Regions from separate parts of the Sus scrofa genome. Here all the other regions are linked to region 1. A link is a contact called in public Hi-C and HiChIP or PLAC-seq data. All regions are on one chromosome and are shown on one strand. Each heading gives the region's core, a stretch centred on a gene start, on an enhancer-like site or on the middle of the called end of the contact. The rest is flanking DNA. Distances are from core to core; before and after follow the strand shown. Region 1 holds the start of CEBPG (CCAAT/enhancer-binding protein gamma). Region 2 has its middle 21 kb from the start of SLC7A10. Region 3 holds the start of CEBPA (CCAAT/enhancer-binding protein alpha).

Region 1 (2,983 bases), core at 219-2,718:
TTTTAGGCAAGTATTAAAATGACTGAATCAGCCAACTGCACCCGCCCGAAGCAAGACTTGAGAAACTGAAAAATTCTCCAACTCACTAGAATCCTATGATGGTTTAGCCCTGTTTACACTGTTATTCCAAAATAGCAAATCAACTTTAAGGATAGCTTTATCCCAAATACTACTCAAGTAGTGACAGCTGACCAGGTTTTAACTTTTAAATACCAAGAACTTTTAGATGCAGAAATATCAGTATTTTATCTCAAAAATTTCTTTGAGCGTCCCATAACCTATCTGTCCAAAGGATAATCTCTTCAAGTACGGATTCAATTGAGTGTAGGCTGGGAGACAGAACTACCAATTTTTGCGTAACCCACCAAAGTTAAAAGCACATTTTAAGAAACCAGATGACAAAATAAACCTCAGATAACAGAAAAGCCAGACAAGTAAACCTCCTGAAGCATAAAAACACACAAACTTACTTGAAAGAACAGAGTAGCCTTCCCTTTAACACTTCCATCCTCTCTACCCAGACACCTCTGCTGGCAATTAGCTTCAGCATGTTCCCTCGGAGCATGCTAACGAAGCGCTTCATTTCTTGCCCTCCCCTGCTCCATTCAACTCGTGGTTGCTGCACGTTCACCCAACCGGTGTTCGACAGTCAAACGAAGGGTATTCAAAAGTACAGCTCCATAAGGAACCATACTATTTCCGTAAAATCACGTATTTAAAAAATCAACTGCCTTCCCTGACTACTCTAATAACTTCTGAATCCGATTCTCGGCTACCCGACCCCGCGTAGTTCTGGAGGGGCAGGAAACAACCTAGGTGGCACTCCACTAAGATAAGGTCTACCTTCGGCTATTCTGGGAACACCCTTTATCCCCAAGGGCCAATACGAGCCTGGCTTGTCACACTGCACACACAGAGGGCCGGGTTGTGGAGGGGGCACGGCGTGGCTCGCATCCCGTCCCGGGCCGGCAGCAGGGGCGCCGGGGGAGCCCGGGGGTCGGCGGGTGGCGCCGCGGCGCTGGGCCGGGGCCAGGGATGAGCTCAGAGGCCTCGCCGGGTGTTGCCGGCAGGTTGCATCAGACGCCGCGCGGGGCCGCCGCCCGCGCCGCGGGCCGCGCGGGGCCTTCCCAGCAAGCCGGCCGCCTCGGGCCGGGCCGGGCCGGGGCTCCTCTCGCTGGGGCCGCGCCCACGCGAGCAGCTGGCAGCACCGCGGCCTCCCAACTCTCTCAGCCCGCTCGCGGCCTCCTTACCTGCGCCACTAGCCCGCCTGCCCCCAGGCGGCCTCCACTCTAAGCGGCCCCGTGCGGTACGGCCGGACCCGACCCAGGCCTAGCAGCCCGCGAGTCAGCGAGGTGGAGCGACGGTTACGAAACCGGGAGCCTCCGCCCGTTCCGCCGCCGCAGCCACCGGCTTCCCCTCCTCGCTCAGGCCGCGCGCGCGGCCGCCGCCGCCTCCACGACCAATGGGAGCGCCGGCCTACGGGTTGCTCCCGCCCCCCCTGGGATTGGCAGCGCCGCTAGCCAATCGAGAGCGGCCTGACTGCGGGAGGCGGGCACGTGGCGGAGGCGTAGCCCACGGCGCTTTAGGATGGGCAGGGGTGGTGGCGGCAGCGGCCTTAGTTTCCAGGACTGAACGCGTGGGGAGACATCCTAAGACGTGGGCGACCCGCCGCTCAAAAGGTTCTGTCAAAGTTGGAGGCATTGGAGAACTGTAGCCTTGTGAAGGCAACACCTGTCTTTGGAAAGCGCAATTTTCTGAGATGATTTTTTTTTTTTTTTTTTTGAATCACCAATTTCTGTTTTGGTTTCACCACGTTCTCAGGGAGCCCCGCCTCGGAGTCGCTTCCAGGGACAGTTTCCCGGAACGGCCCACCGGGCTCGCCTCTTCGTAGGCTGGGAGGCCGACGGTCGCCTCACCGCGACTCGCGCCCTCCGGATGGAGTCTGGAGAGAAGCCCCGGACCTCACGGCAGTGAAGGCAGCTGCAAACTTGGTGAAAAACGAAGGAAGGAAAATTTTCCCAATGTGGGATTAGTATTGATGTCACTTCGGTACAGACTGTGGTTACGGAGGAAATAATTGAGTTTACCTGACTGCCATGTGCTGTCTTCCAGGTGAACAGACTGAGAGACTTGATCTCAAAAAATGAATGGCAATCCAGCTTTATTTGTCAAAGACAATTCACAGGAGAATCTGAAAGCGTATTACAACCAGGAAGCAGCGAGCTGGGTGGAGGCAGATAGATTTGATTGCTTCCTCTTTAGCAATTCTTATCGTCCAAAAACTGGAGTCTTTGAAAGAGGAAACGTTTCTTCCTCGCCAGGCAATGGTACCAGCTTTCTGCAAGGGACTGTTTCGAGGAATCAATGAAGAGATGATAAAACATTTGCACACACAAACCAAAAAAAAAAAAGATAATAAGAAGGGCTGCAGCCAAAAGTGAACGCTGATGACTGTAGAAGCACACTTGGTAGAATGACACAATATCACCAAAACCAGTACTTTTCACTTTGGTGGGCAGTGGTTGGAGTTAAAATTTCTTTGATCGCGATTTTAGCAATATTAAAACTGGATTCGATTTTGTTACTCACAGAATCATAATTTCATCCTCACCATTTCCTAATCAATTAAAAAAAAAAAAAGGAAAAAAACCTGTATAGATGTGTTCCTTATCCCCCGGTTTGCTAAACTTGCTGCCAAGCTGCTCCAATGTTCTCTGAGTCTGTCTGGGCAGGTCTTCTTCCACACTCAGCAGGTCTCCTCAACGCCAGGGAGACTAGAGTATTTATTTCCTCTTCAGCTGGTGGCTGGTAATTCTTCTACTCAGTTTACAAATATTTAGTGCCAACTATGTGCTAAGCTGTGGGGATTCAGCAACAGTCCCTGCCCACATGGAGCTTATGCTTCCAGCAAGGGAGGCAGAATTCAATAATCATACAATTTTCTAATTACGATTTCCATCGCTATTGCAAGAAAGAAGTGCAA
Region 2 (2,983 bases), core at 335-2,834, 130 kb after region 1:
GGGTTGAAGCAAGCTGTTCCTCCCTTTGACGGGTCCAGGTCCCAAGGAGAGAAGAACCTGGTGGCAGAGCAGTGGCCCAGAGCACGGCCAGTGCCCCGGTGGGAAGTGGCCTCGACGCTACAGCGGGGCCTCATGGAGAGCTGCCCCCTGCCCCCCTGCCACTTACCCCAGGGCTCACCGCCCACATACCCCCCCCCCCAGCCAGTGCCAGCACACACAGGCGCCCATCCCAGGCCTGGCCCGGCCCTCCTGGCCCCTGAGAACACCCCAGGGGGGCCACCCTGGAGTCAGGCTCACCTGAGCGCCCCTGCCGGCTGCTGCTCCCACCCGCCGCTCCTGGCCTCCGTTTCCCCATCTGCAGTGTGTCCCTCCCACCTCCACGCGCTCCTCGCCTGCCTCCCCCATCTCAGCGGGCAGGCGGCTCTCAGTCACCCTCCGTCTCTGCCCCTCTCCCCTCTCTCGTGCCTCCTCACCCTCCCCTTCTCTTCTTCCTCTCCTGGGGGGACTCTCATTGCTGGAGTTCCCGGGGCCATCGGCCCTCCCACTACTGAAGCCCCGGCGGCCCCGGGACAGAAGCCCCCTGTGGGGAAGAGGGGTCCCCTCTCAGAAGCAGAAGCCCCTGTGGAGACCCTCCGGGTGCAAAGAAAGGCAGCTGGTAAGGGTCATATGGTGAGTGACCAGCAGGTTCTGTTGTCCGGGGCAGACCCTCTGGGGACACAGTCTTGGGACAGCGGTGTTGGCCCAGGAGCCCAGGACCCCCAGACTGCAGCCCACGGTGGTTCAGAAGATAGGGCTCTCAGGGTCACAGGACATTTCAAGAGGACAATGGTGTAAATGCCCCCTCCCCAGGCTAGAGCAGGCTGGACGGGTAGGACAGGGTGGCCAGAGCAGTGACACTCAGGTGAGCCGAAGGGGACCGGGCCCAGGTAGCAAGGGAGGGGCCTGTGAGCAGCCTCTTCCTCATTCTGCGCCCAGCGCTAAAACGCAGATCTGGGACACAGATTGGTCAGGGGACCTTTTGGATGGGGAAGCCAGGGTCCCGCCAGCCCCAAGAGGTTTGTAGGCAGGTGCCCTGGCCGTGGGGCCACTGTGGGCTGCACGCCACCCCAAGCAGCACTCCTTTCTCTCCCAGATCCCTTCTCAGCCAGGACCATGCTGGGGGGGGGCGGTATCTTGAGTCACAGGTCCATCTCTCCCCCCGCCCACCGCCCCAGTACACAGCAATTCTCAGGGGCCTGGGAGTGGAGGGACAGGTGGCACCTTTGCAGGGCCTCAAGCAGGAGATGAGAAGCCTAGAGTCCCTTCTCTGATGGCTGGACTGCCAAGGTCCCCCGGGCCCCAGAAAGGAGCTTCCTTCCGAATCCCTCATTCCCAGCCCTTGGCTGCTTGGCGTGTTCAGCTCCAGGGCCCAGCCTCTCCCCCTACCCGGCGGGGCCCCCATGCTCAGCCAGCCGCCCGCCCGCCACAGGCCAGCCGCTGACCGCAGCCCTGAGTGTGGAGTGAAGGGAAGAGGCTGGGCTGTGGAGACGGATGGCCTCATCCTCCCTCCCCTCACAGCCTGGCTGGAGCCAGGGGTCACCCCTCATCCACCCCAGAGACCAGGGCAAGGATTGGTGGAGGCTGACAGGTTCAGGGGTCACAGTGCATGGCTGGGTCGGAGGTCAGAGATTTGCTGACAGCAGCCTTGGAGGTATCGATCTGGTGGGGGAGGTGACAGAACTCTGTCCCCTGCCAAGGGCTGTGGGCATGGGCTGGGCGGAGCCCACCCCCGAGCAGGCTCCTTGGGATGAGGGGCTGGAAGCTATGGAGCGCCTCTCACGGCGCCAGGTCCTGCAAGAGGCCGGGACCAATTGTCATACCACAAGTGATTTTAGTTTATCATCCTTGGGCTGATGGTCCAGCATGCCTGGGCCTGTGTGGCCAGGGGGACAACAGGGACCTGGTGGCTGCGTGCTCCAGTCTCAGAAGCCCGCACACATCTGAGGCTACAGGCTTGGGGAAGCTGGGAACAGAGGAGTCAAGAGAGCAGCTGAGGGCTGGGCTGGCTTCCTGGGGAAGGGGTGCACAGCTGCAGTGACCCTCAAAGGTCTGCCCCAGTCTCACCTGCTCACCCCAGAGTCAGGAGGACCCCCCAGCTCAGGTCCTATGCCCAACCGGCTTCTACGGGACGCAGGCACGATTCCAGCTCCCTCCCGCCCCACTCCCATCCCCAGTCTTTGCCCAGAGCCCTATCAGAAGTGGCCAGACACTCCAGCCACCCCTTCCCCTCCAACCCCCGAACATGTACACTTCCCCCAGGTCAGGCTGGGACAAGACTGCCCTGAGGGGAGCAGCCACCATGACCCAGAGGATAAGGGGGCACCTCCCCTAACTGGACTGCCCCCAAACAGACAGATCCCAAAGGTGCTTCTCCATCCATCCTCCACACTTCCTGGGGAGAGGGAAGGTGTGTGTGTGCATGTGTATTTATTTGCACGTGTGCACATCCATGTGCTTGTTGGTATGTGTGTCCATGTTATTTGTGTGTGTTTATGTGCACTGGGTACATGTGTGAACATGTAACTATGTGCATGCGTGAACTGTGTGATTATGTGCATGTGGGCACGTGTGTGTGTGTGTGTTTGCATGTTTGTGTGTGTGTTTGGCTCGAGCTTGAGGCTGAGCTGGCCCCCTTCCAGGCGCTGACTAGAGAGACACTCCAGCTGTGCCTTGGAATGGCATGATTCGAGCTTAGCCAAAAACCCTTACCAGTCCCTGTGGCCCTGGCCCTGGCAGTGGTCCTGGAACTGAGGGCTTCTGATCAGCCCTGGCCAAGCTGGCGGCATGGCCAGAGGGCAACTCTGTCCACTGGGAAGGCATGTGGTGGCCCCTGGCTCAGAGCATACCTAGGTTCGAGGTCACTGGCATGGAAGCAGAGGCACGTGGCCCACTGGGGTCTGGAGCTGTCCTTGAAGCCACCAGGGCCTGGGGGGGGCCCTTCCTA
Region 3 (2,983 bases), core at 150-2,649, 79 kb after region 1:
TCAAACAGGCATACTTCCAAAACAGCACCCATGGCGGCGATGGGCCTCAGCGCACTTAATCTAAGGGGCGATGAGGGCGGGGGAGGTCGAGGCGGGGAGACTTGCTGGCCCACGACGCCTCAAGGGAGCCGGCTGTCCCCGCGATCCCAAAGAAGAACGCGCGAGGCGCCACGTGGCTGGGGAAAGGCGCTGCCATAAACCCCTTCCCCCTCAGCTGTGTGTGTGTCGGGGTGGGGGGGGAAGGCGGCGCTCAGGGGTCACCCGGGCCGGGCCGCTTTGTTCTCCAGGATTCTGGGGACTCAGCGCCCTGCAAACCACTCTGCAGGGTTCTCCCAGTCGGTGTTCGGACTCTAGGCCACCGAGACTCCGAGGCCTCGGCTCCCTCGATATTCTCGCTCCGGTACTGGAGCCCACCTGAATGGGGAGGAGAGGAAAAGGCTGTGGGTTCCAACCCCGCTGACCGCCAACCCCGCTTCGCGATCCGCGCCCCTGGGTCAAATTCGCCTACTCCCTCTGGTGCGTCCCCCCTCGCCCCGTCCCCCAGCCCCGGAATCCAGCTCGGCCAGTCCCACAGGAAAAAGTTGGCGGCCCCGCGCCAGGTAGCAGCGCCAACTCTGCGCGCCTAGCAACACCTAGAACTCCGGTTAGGAGAAGTAATTAAAAAGTTTTCCAGCCCAGGCGGATGGACCGACCGGGTCCTCCAAACTCCCTGGACTCGTCCGCCTCCCCCTCCCTCCACTCTCCGCCGGGTCCTAGCGCCGGTCGGTGCGAAGCCGCGGAACCTTGGAGTACGGCAAGAGGTGGGGCTGGGGAGAGGTACTTCTGCGCGAAATCCGTGGGGACGCCTGGAGATCAAAAAGACGCAAGATCCCCGCGCTCCGGACCTCTCTCCTCGGCCTCTCCACCGGGCAGTGTACGCTGGGCCGCAGGTCCAAAACTGTTCCCTGCCCCCGAACCCCCGGTGCTTTCTCTACGCCGCCGCTTTCCAGAGAGCCTGGACCCGGACAAAACTGGTTCTAGTTTTTAAAGCGAGTTCGCGCCACAGAAACTCAGAGACCAAGACTTGCCCTCCACCACCAACAGCTCTCTGAGCGGCGTCTGGGTGCTCCCGGGCTCCCCTGCCGTTGGCAGACGGTGGGTGCCCTGGGGAAGCCAGAGGAGAGGGCCTCACCAGGGACCACGTGTGCGCCGGGGCAACCACTCCTCGGAGGGTGGGGCACCACTCGCAGGTCACCCTTCAGCTTGCTGCGCAGGGGGTAGTGGGCGTTGCGCCGCCGCCCCTCCCAGTCAGTGCTGCGCTCCTGCCCCACTCACCGCCCTCTAACGATCGCAGGCGCTAAGACCCAGGAGGCGCCGCTCCACCGTCGCCGAAGGTCCGAGACCGGTTTGGACACTAGAGGGCGATGGCCGCCGCGGTATAAATACCGGGCCCGCGCAGGCCTGGCCATTCGCGACCGGGAGCTGCGCGGGCGCGAGTGAGTAGGGTCTCCGGGTGGGCAGCGGCAGCAGCGGCGCCCCGCGCGGGCTGGAGGCCGCCGAGGCTCGCCATGCCGGGAGGACTCTAGCTCCCCCATGGAGTCGGCCGACTTCTACGAGGCGGAGCCGCGGCCCCCGATGAGCAGCCACCTCCAGAGCCCCCCGCACGCGCCCAGCAGCGCCGCCTTCGGCTTTCCCCGGGGCGCGGGCCCCGCGCAGCCCCCAGCCCCACCTGCCGCCCCGGAGCCGCTGGGCGGCATCTGCGAACACGAGACGTCCATCGACATCAGCGCCTACATCGACCCGGCCGCCTTCAACGACGAGTTCCTGGCCGACCTGTTTCAGCACAGCCGGCAGCAAGAGAAGGCCAAGGCGGCCGCGGCCCCCGCGGGAGGCGGCGGCGACTTTGACTACCCGGGCGCCCCCGTGGGCCCCGGCGGCGCCGTCATGCCCGGGGGGGCTCACGGCCCCCCTCCCAGCTACGGCTGCGCGGCGGCCGGCTACCTGGACGGCAGGCTGGAGCCCCTGTACGAGCGCGTCGGGGCGCCGGCGCTGCGGCCGCTAGTGATCAAGCAGGAGCCGCGCGAGGAGGACGAGTCGAAGCAGCTGGCGCTGGCCGGCCTCTTTCCCTACCAGCCACCGCCGCCACCGCCACCACCGCATTCACACCCTCCGCCCGCACACCTGGCCGCCCCGCACTTGCAGTTCCAGATCGCGCACTGCGGCCAGACCACCATGCACCTGCAGCCCGGCCACCCCACGCCGCCGCCCACGCCCGTGCCCAGCCCGCACCCAGCGCCCGCGCTTGGCGCCGCTGGCCTGCCAGGCCCCGGCGGCGCTCTCAAGGGGCTGGCCCCAGCGCACCCCGACCTGCGCGCGGGCGGCGGCGGCGGCGCAGGCAAAGCCAAGAAGTCGGTAGACAAGAACAGCAACGAGTACCGGGTGCGGCGTGAGCGCAACAACATCGCGGTGCGCAAGAGCCGGGACAAGGCCAAGCAGCGCAACGTGGAGACTCAACAGAAGGTGCTGGAGCTGACCAGTGACAATGACCGCCTGCGCAAGCGGGTGGAACAACTGAGCCGCGAACTGGACACGCTGCGGGGCATCTTCCGCCAGCTGCCCGAGAGCTCCCTGGTCAAGGCCATGGGCAACTGCGCTTGAGGCGCGCGGCGGCGGGACCGCCCTGGGCCGGCCGCTGCCTGGGACCCAGGGAGTGGTTTCGGGTCTCCAGATCTCAAGACTGCCGGAGCCGCGCAAGCCAGGGCTAGGAGATTCGGGTGCCGCCTGAGAGCCTGGCCTGCCGCGTGTGCCCCTTGCCTTCCTCGGCGCCGGACACGGTGCGTCTAAGATGAGGGATCAGGCAGAGAGGAGAAGCGCCGTGGGGCTGAGCCGGGAGCCCGGCAACTCTAGTATTAAAGGAATAACCCTGTGCCTTGGAAACGCAAACTCACCGCTCCGATTCCTACCGAGTAGGGGGAGCAAATATGTGCCTTGTCATTTTATTTGG

The links. A called contact is a pair of places that touch in the nucleus more often than the background predicts. HiChIP or PLAC-seq counts read pairs in DNA pulled down with a chosen protein or histone mark.
Region 2: a contact with region 1 is called in a Hi-C map of liver, with 2.9 times the contacts expected there. The contact joins the enhancer-like site here to the promoter of CEBPG in region 1. A contact is called at or near these places in 1 of 5 promoter capture datasets (liver), 4 of 47 Hi-C or Micro-C datasets (embryonic fibroblasts and liver) and 2 of 2 datasets of contacts at active chromatin or transcription factors (alveolar macrophages and skeletal muscle).
Region 3: an H3K27ac HiChIP or PLAC-seq map of alveolar macrophages shows a contact between it and region 1. The contact joins the promoter of CEBPA here to the promoter of CEBPG in region 1. A contact is called at or near these places in 1 of 5 promoter capture datasets (fetal liver), 11 of 47 Hi-C or Micro-C datasets (alveolar macrophages, blood, fetal liver and 6 more) and 2 of 2 datasets of contacts at active chromatin or transcription factors (alveolar macrophages and skeletal muscle).

Annotation. Positions count from the first base shown.
Region 1 is chr6:43,163,387-43,166,369 of Sscrofa11.1, reverse strand. CEBPG (CCAAT/enhancer-binding protein gamma) reads right to left here and starts at 1,468. Exons shown (of 4, transcript XR_002344626.1): 1 at 1,251-1,468.
Region 2 is chr6:43,037,597-43,040,579 of Sscrofa11.1, reverse strand. No RefSeq gene overlaps it. Among named protein-coding and RNA genes, the nearest start is that of SLC7A10, 21 kb to the right of the region's middle. Within about 2 kb of position 1,584, at least 6 of the 83 cell types and tissues checked have an H3K27ac peak or open chromatin away from gene starts, as enhancers often do. A contact at or near this core is called in liver, where this site is marked.
Region 3 is chr6:43,084,300-43,087,282 of Sscrofa11.1, reverse strand. It overlaps CEBPA (CCAAT/enhancer-binding protein alpha), which reads left to right and starts at 1,399. Exons shown (of 1, transcript XM_003127015.4): 1 at 1,399-2,983. The coding sequence starts at 1,573. The coding sequence ends at 2,637. It overlaps LOC102160718 (a long non-coding RNA gene), which reads right to left and starts at 1,165. Exons shown (of 2, transcript XR_002344625.1): 1 at 885-1,165; 2 at 1-414.